3 separate regions of the Danio rerio genome follow, and all the other regions are linked to region 1. A link is a contact called in public HiCAR-type and HiChIP or PLAC-seq data. All regions are on one chromosome and are shown on one strand. Each heading gives the region's core, a stretch centred on a gene start, on an enhancer-like site or on the middle of the called end of the contact. The rest is flanking DNA. Distances are from core to core; before and after follow the strand shown. Region 1 holds the start of prkab1a (protein kinase, AMP-activated, beta 1 non-catalytic subunit, a). Region 2 has its middle 8.4 kb from the start of ccl19b. Region 3 holds the start of si:dkey-200l5.4.

Region 1 (2,700 bases), core at 30-2,529:
GGAATGAACCGCCAACTAATCCAGCATATGTTTTACGCAGCGGATGCCCTTCCAGCTGCAATCCATCTCTGGTAAACATCCTTACACTCTCATTCACACACATACTCTACGGACAATTTAGCCTTTCCCAATGCACCTGTACTGTATGTCTTTGGACTTTGGGGGAAACTGGAGCACCTGGAGCAAACTTATTTATTAATATAATTTATTTACTTATTCATTAATATATTTGTGTATTTATTTATTTATTGCTTAAAAATTAATAAATAAATGCATAAATAAATAAACAATTAGATAAATCTACAAATTTTTGCATAAATAAAACAATTAATAAATAAATATGCAAATATATATAAAACACTAATTGCAGCATAAATAAATACTATTCCCCCAACATCCTTGTAGTTTAGGTAATTATTAATCTGCTCGCACTATTATTTGTTTATGTAATTATTTATGCACATATTTTTTGTATATATATTTAATTATTTGTGTATTTATTTATTTATTAATTAAGGATTTGTGGATTTATTTATTTGAGTATTTTTTATTTATTGTTTTTGCAGGTTTCATCCTCCATATATATGTTCTAAAAATGAATAAATAATTAAATTGATTGATAAAACAAGACTAAAACGTTATGTTTATAATTTATAATATATACATGTTCATTATCCAATAAAACAATTCTCAAATACATATCCTCATGTACATAACTTATAAGTAGGCCTATTATAAAATTAATAAACATGAATCAATCAATAAAAACAATCTATTCTGGGGAGAAAATAATGATTATGATGATAATAAGCAATACTAATATTATATTGATGAAAAATTAACATGTAAACAATAGGCAACAAACAAACAAATAAATACATAAATAAATATAAAATTATACAGTGCAAGTTTAAATACAAAGATTTTGTTCTCTACACAATAAACTATATAAATACACTTTCATTTTAGAATGTGCGTTTCATGATGATGATTCATGGGGTCCATGGCATCTGAAAGACTAGAAAACATCTCGAACAAAGGAAATTCCTTTTTATGTGCCTCCCTCTAGCGTGTATTTACTGTAGTTAAATATAAACAAACAAAGAACAAACACGTGGAAAGAAACCCATAGGTTTGTCTCCCTCTGGTGGGTGCAGTTGATGATACGCGTGCGCATTGCAGCTGTAGTCAGTGGTGGGCGGAGTGGATGCGAGGATGTTGAGTTTGTGACGATAAGCAACGAGAATGAGAAAAAAAATGACGAAATAACTGTGATCGAGGACAACTAGCGGTCGCCAGTTCGTACGGTACTGCGCAAAAGGGCCTGTAAGTCTTGTCGCATCAAAACTGCACGACTGAAACGACATTATAAAATGAATTAAATATTTGTGAATATCTTGTAGTCGATAACTGTAAGAATGCTCGAGATGGCTTATTCTATTACAGTGTGTCGTTGCACCCTGGCGCTCAATAGCAAATGGCTGTATTCGTTTCAGTCAGAACCACATTTACAGTGTTTGCATAGTTGCATCGTCGAAATGGTCGCGGATATTGAACATCACAATAAACATTGACATGATTCATGAAGGCTTACTGCCACAAAAAAAGAAGAAGAAAAAAACATGGTTTGCATGTAATATCAGGACGACAGATCTCAGACGTTTGAAGCTAAGGCTTTTCTTTATCTTTTTTTGCCAGACTTCCTTTGAGATCCTGTGACTTTGCAGTGTTTTCTAAAAGCACACTGAAATATAGAGCAATAGAAACTGTGCCTCGAGGTTAGGTCTTAAGCTTCAGCAATGAAATACGCAGTTAAATTAATGGAGTGTCAACGCTTTCAAAATGCTTTATGAAGTAGATTAACATATTTTGGAAGAAATATCAGTGTTTGCAAGAGAAATGATAGTATGGACAATTATTTTCATAAATAACAGATGAATGTCAGATGATTGAATGAGAAAATATATTGAAATAGTATAGAACCCTGAACCTCACAGTTATCAATAGTTTTACAACTATAAAAATGTTTAAAGCCCAAGTAATCAGAAATTAAGCATGGGTTTTCTAGTAGGATCAATGAACTATTACTATAATAAACCCATTTGTTTTCCTTATGGGATGGCCAGTTATTATATTTACCATTCAGGTTGAATAGTAGAATACATATACATATGTAGTAATAAAAATGTTTGGAGAAATGGGAGGTTAAAACCTAAACTAGAAATGCCCAAACTAGGCCGTGGGACAAAGTTGGCCTATGGTAACCCTTAATGATATGCCATTTTATGGTAAGCCATGCCATCTGAGAAGAGAGGGAGAATGATGGGAATCCTTTTTAGATTGTCAATTAAAATTTAAGATAACTCTTTGTTTGTTTTATTGTTTAAAGGCGAACTGAAATGAAATGTTTCAATGAAATGGTGTAAATAAGATTTTGTTTAAATGTGCACACTGTTAACCGCCAATGCAGAAACATTTGTGAGGAAATTAAGTCAAAGGCAGATTCTGCTTGACTAGTGTGTGTTTAGCATTAAACTCCACTGTGTTATAAATGTGATTGTTTATGTTTTTATTGCAAAGTTGGCTTCTAAAAAGTTATGCTGCATTAGTTAATACAATATAAATTATTTTTTTCTATTTATTTAGAAATAATATTCAATAAATTATGAAATTACTTATGACAACTTTAATGTAATATAG
Region 2 (2,700 bases), core at 141-2,640, 170 kb before region 1:
AGTACTTATGCTATTGATTATTTACTAATGTTCATCCTTTTCTTATCCTTTTTAATTAAATACTAGTATTTACTTATTAGATGCTGGTAGCTATTTTTAAATATTTAATGAGGCACTAGTACAAGTCATTAGATGCTTGTGATTTTATATTTGATACTACTGTATTGTTGCTTATAACAAGCAAAATAATATGCCAATAGGGTAATCTTGTTTTTTTTCTTTACATTATTATTTTGCTCACTCCATTGGCAGATTTCTCAATTATTTTGCTTGTTTTATAGAAAAACTCCCTTCATTTTTGACATTATTTCTTAAAATAAGACAAAAAGAAAATGCTGCTTGATTTAAGAATTTTTTAATATTTGGACTAAAAAACTTAGATTATTTTAGAATTTTATTTTAGACAAAACAAAATAAAAAAATCAAAGTAAGATTATTGTTTTTCAGTGTTGCTCTTTTAAGTAAATAAATAATAAATAAGTACTAGTACTAGCAATGTACTAATGAGCCTAACTAAAGAATAAGGACTTGTAGGCAACAAATAATGTGTAGCTTGGTTAACTGTATCTACACTGTAAAAAAATCCTGGTTGCCTGGTTTTAAGCTGAACCAAATTATTTTTAGTCCATTAAACTTATATTATGTTAAACTGACTTAAAACTGCTTGCTTAACTTATAAAATTAAGTTAGAACATGATTAGCTCAGTTTACAAAGTTACAATGAACTAAAAACATATGCTATCATGACTTATTGTTTATAATGGAGAAAGAGATAGTTGAGTGAAATTATGTTTGGTTGGCTTGCCATAATCAGACCTGCAGGCTCAATCTGAGTTACAGGTGCAAAGTATGCACTGAATATCCTGGTTATCTGAACAGAAAGATCTATAAAATCCTGCATATACCTGACATGTGACTTCTTGAAAATGGCCTTCATGCGTAAACAAACCTGGCACTGAGAAGGGGATTTCTGACATTTCACGGAACGATGATTAAATGTCGCCGTTACCTTTACCTATAGATGTTTTATGTATATTCTTTTGCAAAGAATTAATGCATTTGTTGAAGTAAATCTCATTTTAACAAACCCAAGCTGCACAAATAAGCAATTATAAGCGCGAGATTTGCATCTACCTGACTAAATGATAAGCATCTCTTCAGTTCCAGGGCTACGATAACAATCAAACCTGTCGATTTCTTTGGTGAGTTTATCTTGTATAGATTCCAGACAGATCTGGCAAGTGCACATCCTGACTGCGGGAAGTGGCTTTTTTCCCTCTTTCATTGAAGGAAAGTGAATTTGAGCCTCCAGTACAAACAAGCGCTTGGAGCCGCGGGCGAGTCTATACAGGGAAGACAGATCAATGTCGTTTATCAAGAGCACAATGAGCTGAACCCTACAAACGAACAGAACATTTTGTTATTAAAGCCTCTTGCAAGTTCAACAACTTTGGCCAATTACTAACCGCAAATATTTCATAAATCAAACCGGTAACGTTTGACAAGTTGATATCTGTATAGAGCCTAGATAAAACAACACTTTCAACATCTGTTTCCAGTTATTGCCAAGTAATGTACAACAGTAGCAAGATGGAACAAATGATATCTGCTATTATATAATGCACTTAAAGTAAAAACTGTATAAATGTGGAAAATGCATATCAATGCAATTTATTTAAAATTATATTATATTTAAAAGTGTTTGAATCTACTCATCCATTTATTTTGGAGGAAGTTTAAAGGGTCACAAAACACCCAAAACACATTTATTTGCGATGTTGACATTCATATATGTGTCAAACATTGCTAAAAACACTATTTTTTTTTAGTTGTTTTAAGCAAATTCGTTCTTCCTGTTTGAAAATAAATTTTGAAGCAACGTCATGACGATGAGATCATTGTATAAATTCCAGCGTGGAGATTGGATGTCTGTACCGGCCGGTACAGTGTGACATCATTGAGTTTTCAGCACATCTGTTCATTGATTTGTGAGGAAAACTTTGTTCGAACCAATCAGCGCGCTCTATTGTGAACGAGATGTAACTTCATTAAATTGCATTATACAGCTTCGAAGATTCCTTTTACCTGTTCCAGTGTTCAGACAAACAATACGTTATGTTGCCAGCCGTCATTTATACAATTGGAAGAAGAATTGTTCGGAGACATGGGTCATCAGTGTTGTGTTTAAAAATGTGCTGCAACGAATGTTTTGTTTCCATTTCTCCACAATGAGAGCACCGCTGCAGGTGGACCCACATGTGTGGATTACAGTGGTCTGCTAACACGTGACAAAAATATGTTTGTAAGGAACATTTTTTACCCGAGAGATTTTCAAAAAACTGAAAATGATGAAATCCAGGTTTGCCGCTCGACTCCTTTTAAAAAAACGCGGTTCCAGTTCATGTTGATTGTCCTGTCTCTGGATTTGGTAAGTGTGCGATCAATGTTCTTTGTTTATATTTATTCAGATGGCAAAGTTAGTTAGTATCGTCAGCAGTACTTCAGTTTTTAAAAACATACCCTAGTCAAGTTTACCGTAATATCAGTTTAATATTATGGACTGAAAGGTCCATTGTAAATGCTGCTCTGTGAACGTGAACATGTAAACAACTTAAACTATTACTGTCGTGTAGAATTTTAGCCGCATTTTGTGACAGGATAGTCTATACACATAGCTGTTTGACACTATACTCTGCACCC
Region 3 (2,741 bases), core at 27-2,526, 190 kb before region 1:
GAATTGTGTTTATTCAGCTTATTTTAAATAAGTAGTTTGTCAAAAAATGTTTTTTGACTGTATCCAGCATATGTTTTTACACAGCGGCTGCCCTTCCTGCTATACTTCTATTCACACACATACAATACAGACAATTTAGCTTCCCCAATTCATCTAAAGCACATGTTTTTGGACTTGTGGGGGAAACTGGATAACTGAGAATATGTAGTATGAATATTATCATTTCCCAGTGATGTGTTGCAGCTGGAAAGGCGTCCGCTGCATAAAACATATGCTGTATAAGTTGGCGGTTCATTCCGCTATGGTGATCCCTGATTAATGAAGGGACTAAGCCGAAAAGAAATGAATAGCATCACTTTAGTTCTTTCCTAAATGGAGGAATAAGTCTTGCTGCAACTGCCCTCTACTGCAACCCTCCCCACTCTCCTCTACTGTTAATCAGCCAACAGCTAGTGCATACACAACAACTAAGCCAAATCTAATATGTTATAATCAATAAATAAATCTGTAATAAATTAAGTAAACTGTCACAACAAACGAGAGTATAATTCATTTATTCATTCATTCATTCTATATTAAATCATATGATAAAGATAATAATGAAACAATTGTTATAAAGTAATAAAATTTTTTATTCTAATAAAGATAAATTCATGCACACATAAAAATAGACCAATCTAATAATACCTTAATTTAATCTGTTAAAACTAAAAAATACACAGACTGTAACCTAAATATTATATTAATTATATTATATTATATTATATTATATTATATTATATTATATTATATTATATTATATTATATTATATTATATTATATTATATTAGCCTGTAAAATATAGTTAGATTTTACTCTGAGGTGGCTTTATACACACATTACCTTATTTACAATAACAGACAAAAAATATATAGATATATAAAACATCAAATTAGTTTAGTTATAAATATTAATATAAATATAATTGAAATAAAATAGCTTTAATTAAAAAAAAAACACACAATACATTTAAATCTATATTTGAAAGTGTATTCATTAGCATGTATTTGGCATTATTAAACATGTATTCATTTAACTAAAACTGCTTACAGAGCAAATTAAAAAACATAATTCAGTGTACAAATGTTGTTATTTTGTAATCTTACCATTGTGGAAACCTGCCACTGCAACAAAGAGGATAATGGGAAGACCCGTTCTCATCTTGTATGACAGAGGTGGATGCCGAACAAGTTTAAACAAGTGCTTAAGGCTTAAAGTCAGTGTGCGCATTGAATCGCACATTATCCAGCAACTCTTTTTATATATTATCGGGCATCACATGCTCTGCAGAGACAGACTGATCTCTGTTCACCTGCCAGCAGCTGAATGGCACAACACACAAGACACTCAGATGAGCCTTTATTTCCACGCTCAATGACCTGCATTGTCCATCTTTTATGGTGTTCAGCGGTGACTGGTGTAAGAATGGCATGCATGTTGGGTTTTGTGTTTGCAAAAGTAAAAGGTCATTTCCGATTGGTGTTTGTTTGGCACCACGGTGAAGGAAATGATTGATGGTGCTCTTAGATCTGATGATGCCACTGGGATTGACAAATGTGAATGTTGTGGTTTAGTTTTTAGTTTAAACACTTCTAAATCAATTATAATATGATCAGTGGCAAGTCACTGCAGATGAAAAGGGTAAAAATATAAGTTGGGGTAGTTGGAAGTTCGAAGTTGGGGAAGTTGGTGTAGTTCGAACCACCTACCCCGCACTGACAAAGGTCCAGAATGTGCCATTGGTCCAGAACTTTTGCCCCTATTTTCTCATTTGTCCTATTTTGACTGCTATGCCATCATACATTTTGGAAATAACCCATCAAAGTGAAATCAACTTTAGCTATTGTCCTACTGTTGTTTAATAGAAATAACCTTTTTACAAGTAGCCAAACTTTTAATCTAATTCTTGGACCTTATTCTTGAGAGAAATGAAAATGACCAATGAAAAGATCCAAAGCACCAATATTAAAGGTAATTTTAATAATAATAATAAAAAAAGTAAATTTTAATACTAATTAGGCTATTGTTGTTTTCCCTGAATTTTCAAACTTTCAAAAGAGGCTAGAAACTGATTGTGAAGCTCTACATTATTTTTAATATTTTAATTGTTTTTTATTCAAATGGCCAAGTTCTGACTGAGGAAAGCTAAGTGTGCTGACCAGGTTGTTAGTTGCCTAACAAATGACAAAAGGCTAAAATGCGTTTCTAATGATATATGATGTATTAACTTTATATTTAAAAAATAAGTTGTGTCCCCACATTCGTGTGGGTTTTCCCCACAATCCATAGATATGCGGTACAGGTGAATTGGGTAGGCTAAATTGTCCGTTGTGTATGAGTGTGTGTGTGGATGTTTCCCAGAGATGGGTTGCAGCTGGAAGGGCATCCGCTGCGAAAAACATGTGTTGGATAAGTTGCCGGTTCATCCCGCTGTGACGATACCGAATTAATAAAGGGGCTAAGTCGAAAAGAAAATGAATGAATGAATACGTTTTTTTTTTCATATACGGTACATCAACCATCTAATCTAGCTAAAAATTGTGCTTAAATGTCACTAAATGGAGTAATTAAACCTCATAATTAAATAGAAAATGAGATGAAAACTGCAAAAAAGTAAAAAAAAAAAGTGCAAAAAAAGTTCCTTTTACCAGGCTGGCTACAAGCCTGCAATATAAGAACTTCCCTAGTTGTCTGGTTACATT

The links. HiCAR-type assays count read pairs that join an accessible place to other places. HiChIP or PLAC-seq counts read pairs in DNA pulled down with a chosen protein or histone mark.
Region 2: a contact with region 1 is called in a HiCAR-type map of caudal fin, with 7 times the contacts expected there. The contact joins the enhancer-like site here to the promoter of prkab1a in region 1. A contact is called at or near these places in 5 of 18 Hi-C or Micro-C datasets (caudal fin, embryo, fibroblasts and 1 more) and 1 of 4 datasets of contacts at active chromatin or transcription factors (caudal fin).
Region 3: an H3K4me3 HiChIP or PLAC-seq map of embryo shows a contact between it and region 1, with 4 times the contacts expected there. The contact joins the promoter of si:dkey-200l5.4 here to the promoter of prkab1a in region 1. A contact is called at or near these places in 7 of 18 Hi-C or Micro-C datasets (caudal fin, embryo, fibroblasts and 2 more) and 2 of 4 datasets of contacts at active chromatin or transcription factors (caudal fin and embryo).

Annotation. Positions count from the first base shown.
Region 1 is chr10:22,791,576-22,794,275 of GRCz12tu, forward strand. It overlaps prkab1a (protein kinase, AMP-activated, beta 1 non-catalytic subunit, a), which reads left to right and starts at 1,280. Exons shown (of 8, transcript NM_001002632.1): 1 at 1,280-1,326.
Region 2 is chr10:22,623,346-22,626,045 of GRCz12tu, forward strand. No RefSeq gene overlaps it. Among named protein-coding and RNA genes, the nearest start is that of ccl19b, 8.4 kb to the right of the region's middle. Within about 2 kb of position 1,391, at least 2 of the 62 cell types and tissues checked have an H3K27ac peak or open chromatin away from gene starts, as enhancers often do. A contact at or near this core is called in caudal fin, where this site is marked.
Region 3 is chr10:22,600,178-22,602,918 of GRCz12tu, forward strand. si:dkey-200l5.4 reads right to left here and starts at 1,277. Exons shown (of 13, transcript NM_001386733.1): 1 at 1,146-1,277.